Regions from separate parts of the Zea mays genome. Here region 1 is linked to region 2. A link is a contact called in public Hi-C data. All regions are on one chromosome and are shown on one strand. Each heading gives the region's core, a stretch centred on a gene start, on an enhancer-like site or on the middle of the called end of the contact. The rest is flanking DNA. Distances are from core to core; before and after follow the strand shown. Region 1 holds the start of LOC100281177. Region 2 overlaps LOC103634743 (protein MEI2-like 4).

Evidence for each region. Hi-C and Micro-C count contacts between places; a contact is called where the count stands out from the background.
Region 1: a Hi-C map of leaf shows a contact between it and region 2, with 2.7 times the contacts expected there. The contact joins the promoter of LOC100281177 here to the enhancer-like site in region 2. A contact is called at or near these places in 2 of 25 Hi-C or Micro-C datasets (ear and leaf).

Annotation. Positions count from the first base shown.
Region 1 is chr8:8,803,395-8,809,518 of Zm-B73-REFERENCE-NAM-5.0, forward strand. It overlaps LOC100281177, which reads left to right and starts at 3,544. Exons shown (of 4, transcript NM_001154096.2): 1 at 3,544-3,654; 2 at 3,983-4,217. The coding sequence starts at 4,001.
Region 2 is chr8:8,724,271-8,730,894 of Zm-B73-REFERENCE-NAM-5.0, forward strand. It overlaps LOC103634743 (protein MEI2-like 4), which reads left to right. Exons shown (of 8, transcript XR_004851846.1): 8 at 1-459. It overlaps TRNAD-GUC (transfer RNA aspartic acid (anticodon GUC)), which reads left to right and starts at 4,993; the gene lies at 4,993-5,064. Within about 2 kb of position 1,446, at least 4 of the 20 cell types and tissues checked have an H3K27ac peak or open chromatin away from gene starts, as enhancers often do. A contact at or near this core is called in leaf, where this site is marked.

The DNA.
Region 1 (6,124 bases), core at 2,294-4,793, 81 kb after region 2:
AAGGGGGAGAACATCCGCACCAGGCTCAAAAACCTGTCCTCCTCCCTATCAATGAAAACAAAATACAAAAACTGGCTAGAGAACCCCATGAATTGAAAAGGATGTAGTGTCCTGTTGATGACAAATATAATTTAAGTTAGCTTTGTCGTGCTATATACTTATTCTATATATATTCTGCTCATCCTTTTGGGACATTTTGCAACTAGGAAGAAGATTATTATAGTTGGTCCATCAGATCAATTGTTGTAGATTTCATAATAACTTGTTTGACTAACGTGAAAAACTGGAATCTTCATTGTTTTTGAGCAGCCGTCTAGGTCTTCATGTGTGCCCCCAAGGTCCTCAGTCACGATGACACAAGGCATCACAAGGCTCAAGGTCAGAACCTCATAAAGAAGCTGAAAATTAAAAGAATCATCATCTGTTCAAGGTTAGAACTGAATCTAGACATTGAACATCTCATTCGGAAAAAAAGAAGGAAGCGTCTCTTCAGATATGCTGCTCTATGTATAACCTGTACACAAATAGAACTATTGATCTATTCTAGAATGAAAAACTAAACTAAGTTGTACAAGAACATGTTAAAGCAAGTTGTGGTTCACCAGTGTTGTGCAGGTTTAGCTGGTACTCAATGGAAAACACATCTCCACCAGGTATACTAGAGATCTGCTATGTTAATTACCGATGATCTACTGTCATTGACCTTAGAACCATATTTGGAAATGACTTGGTGAATACAACTATTTAAATACACTATCTAAACTCAAACAATTGAAATTGTTGCAACCTATAATCTGGTGATAACGATTTTTATATTGATAATTAGTACTTCATTGGTTCTTCATTTAATTGGAATTCAAACAATGATTTCGTAAATAATGAGTGTCAACTTTTGCTTTGCATTCTTCTGTATAGTACAACACATTGTTTATTGCATTTGAAAGTTGTTGGTCTCATGTAGGACACGGTGGCGCCAAGGTCCCACCATGGAACAAATTTACTAGAAATTTTCATTTTACACCATATATTATTGTATATGTACTAGATTCATAGAATTTTGCACCACCAGATTTTTAATCGTAGCTCTGCTCATGATCCCACTATTGCAAATAATGTCTGAATATTTGATCAACTTGTAGGTTGTAAAGGACTTGAACCAAATATTTTTCTAACTAAAATTCTTTTGCTTAGATATGCGCCAACAACACAACTTTGGAGAGGCATACTTCATGTGATGGGTGGCAGCAAGGAGGATAGCCATGAACATGGGCTCGAACCCTGGAAGCACCTTTGCTGTCACTTTCCAAGTATATTTATTATAAAATTTTACTATACCATACCAAATCTTATAAATGTAGCAGCTTGAGACATAATAAATCTTGATTGAATTATTTAAATCAGTGGTTATCTTAACCTCAAGAATTATTTTTAAAAATTATGAACTTAATGCTAGATCAAATTTTGCATCATAGATATATTAGTGCATATATCTTTTTTGAAGCCTTATTTGTCTACTATGTGGTTGATTGATAATATGATCTCTGTATTTTGGGGCCAAAGGAGCTCACTGGCGCTATTGATTTGATCAGCCGCTACAAACTACAACCATTTTTGTTTCGTCCCAGAAAAAAATAATCTTTTGTTTTTAGGCTAATTCTCAATTGTATTGTAGTGTAGTAATAGCCTTTTACTTCTATAGCTAGGCAGCTGGTAGCCCCAAAAATCTGTGCAGCAACTGTGATCCAGTGAACTAATGGTAACCTTACATATATAATCACAGTTTTATGTGCTTTCCCACGTGCAATAATTGGATCATCACATGACTAGCAGTTTAAACCATTGATGCTTGTTTAAGTGAGTTACATTGCTCCCCCCGCATGGCAGATGTATACATGCAAACCATTAATAATTCAAGTTTTTTTAGTATAGATCTACATAGCATTGAACTGGACAACTTGTTGTGTTACTCTGTGTAAGGAATGATCTACTGCTGATCTGTATTGTTCCTTGTTTTTTCTCTTTTCTTCTTTTTATGGGAAGCGGGACTGAAGATAAGATGGTTGCCTTATCATTGGCCACCACTAAAGCATGTGATGCTAATGCTGCTTTAATTATGAATGGTGATCTTCATTCTCTCCATCCTATCTTCCGAATCTATGGACACTGTCAGATTTTTCCTGACCCTGTTGTGACACTGAAGATCTTTGAAGATAAAGTTCTGCTCAGTGTAGTAATAGCCTTTTTCTATGATTTTTATTACATATAACATAATTGGCAAAATAATATTATGTATGATTATCATTAGCTATCTCTTTCTATAAGTTATGGCCATGTGGGGGAATTTGTAGTAGTGAAACAACTAAATTAAAATAGCCCACAAATAGATTATGGAACATTTTGTATATAACACACATTTTGTATATAAGTTATCGTGATATTATATATTCCCGTTGCAACAATGCACTGTCAATATTGTATGAGTCTTTGAGTTTAGCAGCAAAAGTCTTGGCACATCATTGTTTTAGTTATTATGATCAGAACAACCCATTTTATACATGGAGCTCGTGGCAATGGCAGCCCCGCAACACGACGATGGAGCTCGTAGTGCGCTCAGGCTCGCGCTTCTCTGCAACAATGCACTATTTTCCCATGTGGGCTCCCGTCACTATTGCGTTCACGCCGTCCGTCGCTAGAACCTTCTCGTGAATCCGTCGCTAGAACCTTCTCGTGAATTTGTGTTCCGTCGCAACGCACGGGCACATACCTAGTTTTCTTATATCAAACGAACCTGAGTTGGTCGGCTGCGGGTTCACTCAAACAACCTACCAACTTTTACTGCTTCTATACTGATTTTGTCTCTACATATTGTAACTACAGCAGTCTAAATAATCGACTTTAATCCGAAACGAACAAAAATTCATTTGTGAGAACATAAACACCATGGTCGTTAGTTGTTGATGGAAGTGTTAAGGCTATCTACAGCAGTCTCTTCATCCCACTTTCTATCTCACTTTTTTTAAACTCCACTCTATAAATAATGTTGTCTACAATGTTTATAGTATACCGTTTAAAATAATGTTTTGGACGTCTATATACACTCTCCGCTAGAAATGCCTAAGGTATCGTTTGGTTCACATAACGTTAAATTATGTTTGTTTAAGTCTAACCGTAATTGATATTACATTAGAAATGAATATTGGCTTATTCAAACTTGTTATTACCAGTATTCGAGTGTGAATCATTATCATTACCATTTACGCTATATTTCGTGAACCAAACGACACCTAAATTAGTTCGCGATTGTGTAAGCCCAGCCCAGCGTAGCCCAGGAGCCCAAGAGGGAGCCGGCGGCTGGCTCGCGGCCGCCCACCGAGCCGCTCCGCGCCGTCCGATTGCTCGTCAGAAACAGAAGCAAGGCTCGGGCTCGATTGCTCGAACCCAGACCGGCCAAACCCTAGCTCGCTGGCTGGATCGGCGCCGTCGCCGGCTCGTCCCCACTTCGTTTCCCCTTCTCCTCGTCGGCTCCCCGTCCTGTCGTCTCCCATCTAGAGCGGCGGCTCGGCTCCCGCGCCGCATCCCCCTCGCCGGCGCCCCTGCCCCCTCCCAGTCCGCGGGATCGGCTCGGTCCCCGCGCTTCCCGATCATTCTCCTCAGGTACTACCCGCCATTCTTCCTGCCAGAGGCTTCGCTTCGGCAATCGGCATCGCGACTCGCGAGTCGCAGAGCGAGAAGAGAGATAGCCATGACCCTTTTGCGATTTCGCCGGTTCAAGATAAAACTCTTCGATTCTTTTCATCGAATCTGGCTAATCACATCAAAGCCGATGTCATGGAAAACTTTATTACTCCGTACTGAAATTAAAAAAAAAATTGTATCTGCACAATCCACTCTTCGTGCACAATTAGTTCTGAAGGATCCATAACAGACTACGCGAATCGCTCGTGGAATCTGAACCTGCCATGGCGCCCTGCTCTCCTTTCAGAAGCGGACTCCACCAGGCATGGGGAACTCGACTCTCACCGACATGACGCTGCTGCCGGGCGTCGAGCCGATCGTGGCTGGCCTGGCCGCCGGCCCCTCCTCCCCGGGCCAGGAGGGCAAGGCAAAGAAGAAGCCCATGAAGTCCCTCTACCTCAGGTTCTTCGAAACCGCGCTCGACGGCAAGTCCCGCATCTGCAGGCTTTGCAGGAAGAGCTACTGCATGACCACCGCCACGGGTAAGTGTCAGTTCTGTTACCAGCACGCGACATGATCTTCAGTGCTGTTTACAGTGTTTATGGGCTTTCAAATGGTTTTCTTAAACATATTTACACAACGTTCAAATGCTACACGGGGCAAGCGACACATGTTTTTCTTAGAAAAAGTAATTTTTGATTCTGATCTCTTCATAAGCTATACCCATTACCATTCATTATTTCGGTTCTAGACTTCTAGCCTCTGGCTCATTAAACTATGCCCACAAAAAGTAAACATTAAAAAGGAGACAAAAAGCAAACTGAAACTTGCATGATGTAATGCTATTTGCTGGAATGAGGAAGAGCATGGCAGAACGCTCTTAATAATTTGCTAGAAGTAGCAACCAAGTATGATGTAATGCTATTTGGTGCTTACTTCTTCTCCTTATTCATCACTCAGTGATTAAGGAACTCTAAAAAAAATGATATGCTTCTGTAACACAAGCAACAAATGGGGGATTGGTGAACTCTAAAAATTGTGAAATCGGATTCGTACTCCTCAATTGTCAGGACCGTGCATTTAGGCAATTAGCGGTCCACCACCTGACGACGGGAGGCGAGCAGCTGAAAACGATGACAGACTAGACTCGGACTGGTGGTGGGGACTAGTCAGGGAGAGGAATCACTGATTGTGCAAAAGCCAAGCGTTTTGACTTTTGAGGTCCAGCTGTGCTAGTGCTGCATGTCCACGTCTGGGCTTGCCGCTTGCCTTTGGCCCTTGTATCTTGTGTAGTGCGTTGCAAGGTTGGCGGCAAGACCCTGCCGCGCTGGGCTGCTGGGCGCTTGTCATCTGGCTGTGCTCGACTGGGACCAGGGTCAAGCTATTTTGTTGTCAGTGTCTTGGCTGGCCAAAATTCATATGGTACAAGAGGTGGTCGCTGAGTCGTCGGGGTCAGCCAATCCTGATCATATAACATAGCATTGCCCTTGGTGGGGAATTGTTTTGCAAGAGGCATAGGCGCATAGCCACATAGACAGGGTTTCCGTTATTTGCAGCGTCCACTTTTGTTTTCTGCACTTGAGCTGTCCTAAAGATCACTCAGAGCATTTATCCATTGCCTATTTCTAGGCAAACACATAGGCCAAACAATGATTGGAATTCAACAATTTCTTCTCTTATGGGATACTTTAGGGGAAGTGCAGCTTTCTCAGGAGGAAGACCGCCATGTTTGGAGGCACGAGGCATCAAGGCTGTTCTCTTCTAAATCCTGCTACAAAGTCCTTCTCTTTGGTTCTACTGTTTTTGAGCCTTGGAAGAGATTATGGAAGACCTGGGCTCCTCCTAAATGCAAATTCTTCCTTTGGTTGGCAATAAGGAACAAATGTTGGACAGCCGACAGATTACAGTTGAGGGGAATGCCACACCCAGATGTTTGCCCCATGTGTGATCAGGCCCAAGAGACAATTCAGCACCTCCTTACTGCGTGCATTTTTGCACGGCAATTTTGGCACACAATTCTTGCTGCTATTGGCTTGGGGCACATCACTCCAACAGCTGATGAAGAGAATTTTGCAGACTGGTGGGGAAAGGCAAACCATAAGGTTGTCAAGACCAGAAAAAAGGGGCTTAACTCTCTGATCATCCTGGGGGCTTGGTGTCTATGGCTTCAGAGAAACAGAGCAGTTTTCCATGGGGAGTCTACCTCATTACCCAGGATTTTCCGGTGTTTCTCGGATGAGTACGTTTGCTGGGTAATGGCAGGAGCTAAGGAGTTTGGGAGCTTGGGCTCAGTTGCTGCCCTGGGCGTGGTCGGGTCAAGTTTCAGCAACAATCTGTAATCACCTTAGGGTTTATTAGGGTTTTTGGGAGAGTTGCTCTGCAACTTCTCCTCTATTGTAATGTTTTGTCTTTTCCTCTCTAATATATAAGATGCGCAGTTCTCATGCGG
Region 2 (6,624 bases), core at 196-2,695:
AACTCATAGTAACCAGGCTCCCCTTGGTGAGCTCAGCCACTCTCTTAGTCGGATGAATAGGCATGTGAATTATGGTTTTCAAGGCTTGGGTGCTATTCATCCCCATTCTCTTCCTGATGTTCACAATGGAGCAAATAATGGCACCCCTTACAATCTGAACACCATCACACCTGTTGGTGTCAATAAGAACTCAAGAACAGCTGAAGCAGTTGACAGCAGACATCTTCATAAAGTGGGTTCTGGCAATCTCAATGGGCACTCATTTGATCGTGCCGGTGAAGGAGTTGTAAAGTGGTGGTGATGAACACATAATTCACACAGGTGAGATAGTCAAATGATGAATATATGCACCCTGGAAGGCTGCTACTAATTACACATTCCTTGAACCTTCCTGTAAAAGCTTAGTATGAAAGATGTAAGCTTTATTTGAAGGCAAGAACGCATGGAGACTTTTTTTCCTGGCGGAGTATAGACCTGTGCTCCTCTTTCGTCTGGACGCTCTTGCGCCGTTCCTGCATGGCCTTGAAGCAACTATTCCCCATATCAGCATCGGTGCCGCTCTTCCATTCTTCGCGTCAGTGCCTGGCTGCTTGCTCCCTCCTCCTCTATCCTTGGGGTGTGGCGGCGGCGGCTCCAGATCCCTCGGGCGTCGCTACAGATGACTCCTCTCCAGTGTAGCGCGAGAGCGGGATTCGGCTGACCTGGATAGCGGCCACGTCCTCCACCAGCGCTTCGTAGTGTCGCCGCACCTCCTCCTCCGTCCGCGTCGAGCGAGGATCACGAATTCACGAGATCTGCTCGGATGATAGAAAGGAGGGGCGGAGGGTTTGCTACTTGGAGTAATCGAGCTTGGGTGTAGACTTCTTCTCGACGCCAAGGACAACGGTGTTCGTGCCGCGGACGGCCTCAAGAGCGTACTCCACCTAGAAGATGTGGCCGCCATTGGCTGTGGGGCCGCCATGCCTCCAGTGGCGCTGCCCGACAAGGAGGCTGGGTATTTGAGGGATTATCGGCGAAGCATCATGACTCCCGACGAAGCAGGGGTTGCGACTAGCGCGCTGGACGTTGCTGGGGGCCGCCTGATGCTGGCGGTGGCTGCTGCCTGGGCAGAGCTCATGATCGTCGAGACCTTTGATACCAGATTGGTAGGAACCACGTTCTCTATACCGACGATATGTTTCCGTTGCAACGCACGGGCATCCACCTAGTAAAATAATAATATCTAAATGACCCTTTGATCATAGTCTACTGCATATATATATACTGGTGTATATGTTCTAAACAAGTATCGCTCTTGCTCCGACTTACTCTCCTTGAGACCCATCACCATCCGTCCATCCCCTCTTTTCCTCTTGCTAAGCTAAATTTTTTGAGCAGCAGTAGGCTTAGAAAATGCGACCGTGCATTGGTTCCAGCGATCGGCTTCAATCAAGACAGAACGGACAACATGAAGATTGTCGACCACTCCATCAACGCAACCACGACAACGACGTACGTCCAGAGAAAGATCACGGGGCATTCTTCTTATCCAATGTTAAATAGCTGAGCCATCGTTGTTGAACCACACAAGCTACCAAACATAGCAGAAACATAGCGCCATCGACCGACTTCAGAGTTTCAACGCATACCAATGTTCATCGCGGGAGGCACGATGAACAGCACCATCAGCACGCAGCGATACAATGGGTCGCGGGACAGGAACCTGAGCACGTACGTGGTGCGGACGACGGCGATGCCGATCAGCGGACATCGCGCGACTCAGGGGGAGGGAGCCAGGGCAACGCGAGGGGGGCAGGGTCACGGAGTGTGGACGCCTTCGTTAGTGTCTTAATAGTAGTAGTATAGATTTTCCAAGAGTTGGGTCGGGGGAGAGAGGCACGGTGGGCTCGTTCCAAAAGATGTAAGAGACTTTTTTTGCAAAAAAATGACGTAGGACGACCATTGAAACTGGTGCTTTAATATAGTATAGATAGAGATTTTACCACCATGGCTTTCAAATTGACTGACAAATAAATTGGCTAATTGTTAGCTGGAGGGCTAGCAAATTGTTTACCCATTAGCAATTTAACCTTGCTAATAGGTGTTAATAGTTCGTGTAAAGAGAAAAATACATCTATTAGCTAGGACTCCAAACATAATCTGGCTAATTATTGCTAGCTAATTATTTGCTAGCTAATTGTTAGCCACTGGCAAACAATTGGACGCGAGGATCCAAACAAGTCCTTCGAGCAACTCCAATAGTTCTTTAGAAAAAGCTCCCTAAAGTAATGTTTAGCAAGTTGTTAAATAACTGTTATGAGTAAAACATAGCTTGACCTCTAACAGTTCCTTACAGTATTTGTGTCATGTGTGTGAGACTTGATTGTTTCGCTGCACAGGAAATAAAAAAACACGTTGAACCTGGCTACCTCGTTGTGTGGAAAAAATAACACATAGGTGTGAAGAAATCTATGGCAATTGTGTTTAGAGAGTTACTATCGAGTTGCCAAATCTGGAGAGCAAACGAGGTTGGATAGCAAGTAGCTAAATTTAGCAAGTCTATTTGAAGAACTATTGGAGAAGCATTTTTATGTTCACTTTTTAAATTTAGGATGTAAAGAGTTGTTTAGAAAACTATTAGAGTTGCTCTTAGAGGGTGTTTGAATACACTAGAGCTAATAGTTAGCTGCTAAAATTATTAGGTGTGTTTGATGCACTAAGCTAATAGTTAGTTGGCTAAAAAATCACTACTTAATTATGCTAGCTAACAAACAGCTAGCTAACTATTAGCTAAGTTAGCCCCTGTTTGAGAGAGCTTCATTTCAAAATTTTCAACTCTAACTTCTTCCACCCAAATAGGTCTAGCTCCACGAGCTCTGGCTTTAGAAAAAATCGAAACTAGAAGTTAGTTTCATGAAATGTATGAAGCTCCTTAGAGGGAGCTTCAAAACGCTATTTTTATATCTCCTCATAAAGTTATCCGATAATTACCCACCATGCCACTAGTTACGCAACATACAACTTTCGTTCCCTCTTGCGACAGCCCACTAATCATCAAGGGTAATCAAGGAAACTCACACAAATCAATTGTACTATAGAAGCTGGAAAACCAAAGCCAAAGTTTTTAAAGTAAAGCTCTCCCAAACAGGCTCTTACTAAAAGTAGCTGATAACTGAAGTATTATCTAGACTGTTTGGATAACTTCAGCTAATTTTAGGAGCTAACTATTAGCTCTAGTGCATTTAAACATGATCATAATCTATAAAGTCGGATTATATAATTCTGCAAGGAAACAAATAGTGCCTAAAAATATAATCACAAAATACTTGTCTCTTTCAAAAAATACTTGACAATTTTGGAAGAGTGTCATATTATTTACAAAGGCGGTAAAAGAATTACGCGCTATTAAAATAAATTTACAAAGACAAAAAAATATTTGTCTCTCAAAATTAACTAATAGAGCCATGTCTTTCAAAAGGTCCCCATTTGAAATTAGAGTGTTCGTCTCTAAAAACGAGTCTTTTTTTAGAGGCATTGATATTTAGTGTTATGTTGTTAAGGAGAAGATTTTGGATGAAACCATAAAAGTTAAATATAATAGTAGATAGAAGATGCTAGCAGATTCACTTATAAAAGGCCTTCCACCCAATATGTTAAGACAACACATGCTGACATGGGTTTTAAAGGAGTGCCTATCATCTTGAATCAAAGGGGCTACAGATTGCAATCTAATAAAGTATTTTTTCATTTTGAAGCAGGGAGCATGTTGTAGTAAATGAGTGCGATGATACTTAATCGGTTATTGTCACGCATTGGTCTTTATGTGTAAACTTGTAATGGATAGAATATAAAAAAGTTGAGTATAAGGAATGTATACAACAAAGGGGAAATTGTTTGTTGTATTCTCTACACTGGTCATCAGTGACTGGACTGGGCTTAACCCTACTGTCCATCTTCTTAATCGGGCCCTCCATTGGGAGGGCCCACGCTAACCTCGGTTGGAGCCTCCAGTCACACGACGCTATATAAAAAATTAAGGGTCATAGGAAAAGCCAACGCTAGTATCTCATCCTAAATCCTAATCCACATACAGGACCCATCACCTATGCATCGGAGTGACTAGAAGAGCTACACCTTAATGGCGTTATTGGATATGCCCTCCTCTTCTACAGGAATGGAGGCGACGTCGGCAAGGTTTGGATCTATCTCTTTCACTGCTGGGCGAAGCGGGGGCGGACCCACGTGGTGGCGAGTGGGGGCACAGGCCCCCACTCAATTTTCTGATTTTAGTGGATATCCTTTCTTATTTTCTGTAGTTATAAAAGCCAATTAGTTAGTAAGTCTTTATTTAGGCCCCCACTTATATGTTAAGCCCCCACTCAAATATTGTGCTGGGTCCGCCCCTGGGGCGAAGGTATGTCGTCTTAACCTCTATGTTTATGTGGTTCACTGTTATGTGTTCATAGTGAACACGTGTAGATCCATTATCTGTTAACAATACAGTTCTCTCGGATTGACTAAGATGGGACACATTAGCGATCCTATATATGGCCCTAACAGCTACGACTAGGCCACACTCTTCACAACGTGCTACACACCTACAGTGCCATTCCACTGCGATTCTTTACGCTAAATACAGAAAGTAAATAAAGGAACTAAAAAATTAGTCTATAGAAGCCAAACACTCCTAAAGCTTTTGATGAATTCTAATTAATTGGCAAGGAAAAATTGCGGCGAATGATTGGCGGACGTCGGTGTGTGGCCCAATCTAGAGGCAGGTGCTACTAAAGCACATGTGACAACACTACGTTACATGCAATCGATTTTAAAGACGAGTTCAAGTCAAAACCAAAAAAATGCAGCAGCGCTAGCGAGCATGCAAAAGAGGTAAACATACATGTCATCACTTGCAATTCTGTATGAATTGAGAACATTGAAAACGCCCTAATGAATCGTGCGAAACGTAGGGCATTTATAAATAACAAAAAGCGATATCAATAAAGAAACAGCACGGTCGTTGTAGTATAGTGGTGAGTATTCCCGCCTGTCACGCGGGTGACCCGGGTTCGATCCCCGGCAACGGCGATTTTTTAGTGCCTTTTTTACTTTTTTTTGTAAATTAATTATTTAACGGGCCTCTGGTTTTGTGTACGAGTACGATTCTTGTCTCCCCTGCCTACACTTTTTACGGACTGGGCCTGTCCGCTAGTGGGCTGCCGATTCGCTGAGCATTGGCGCACATAGGAAACTGAGGCACGCTGAAACCTGAAAACATTGGCAGTTCCATCGTCGTAACTAATAACAAAAAAATGTGTACAGTATGCATGGGGGCTCCGGTGCGTATTTATCATCCTTTTGGTTCACAGGAATCACCTGCTGGAAAAACATGAAAACTTTACTTCACGTTTGATTTTATAGAAAAAACTGTAAAAAAAAAGACATCCCACTCAAACCAACCTCGTGTGTTTGGTGTCATATGTTTCTTATGCAGTCCATGCGGACACCTATTACTACAAAATTCCAGTGTTTTTTATTCCTCTCCCTTGCACATGCATTTCTATCCATGTGTGTTTCTTATCTCTGACTTTTTCGATCATGTATTTCTAAGGTCGTCTAAGCTTATCTAACACATCGTACACTCAAGCTCGAGAGGGAGACACAATCACCGTCGACCGAGGTCAACCTCGAGTGGGAGACACACCTCGAGCGGGAGACGCAGTCACGACTCACGACTCGTCCGAGGCCAACGTCGGATGGGAGACACAGTCACGACTTGCTCAAGGCCAACTCTAGGCGGGAGACACAATCACCACTCGTCCGAGGGCGGCAGACGCAGTTACGACTCGCCCGAGGCCATCCCTAGGCCGGAGACGCAGTCACACCTCGCCCGAGGCCAACCTCAGGCTAGAGAAGCAGTCACCACTTGCTCGAGGCTGAGAGACGCAATCATGACTCGCTCAAGGCCGGGAGACGCAGTCACAACTCGTTCGAGGCAGGGAGACGCAGCCACGACTCGCCCGAGGGCAACTACGGGTGGGAGACGCTGTGACCATTAGCCTGAGGGCAACCCTGGGTGGAAGATGCAGTCACAAATCGCCCGAGTCCAACCTCAGGCGGGAGACACGATCAGGACTCGCCTGAGTCCAACTTCGGGTGGGAGACGCAGTCAGGACTCGCCCGAGGCCAACCTCGACCGGGAGACGCAATCATGACTCGTCCGAGGCTAACCTCGGGTGAGAGATGCAATCACAACTCACCCGAGGGCGGGAGACGCAGTCACCACTCACCAAAGGCCAGCCCTGGGCGGGAGACGGTCACGGCTTGCCCGAGGCCATCATCGGACGGGAGACGCAGTCACGACTCGACCTCGGGCGAGAGACACAGTCACAACTTGCCCGAGGCCAACCCTGCATAGGAGACGGTCACGACTCGCCCGAGACCAACCTCGAACAGGAGACGCTGTCACGACTTGCTCGAGGCCATCCTCGAGCGAGAGATGCAGTTACGACTCGCCCGAGGCCAACCTCAGGAGATAACTGTTACAACCTACGATTGATTTGTCGTGTAATTACCAAAAGGTTGTTTGTGTTCCGCTGCAACGCACGAGCACCATATAGATAGATCTACTTTACGTTGTCTAGATAT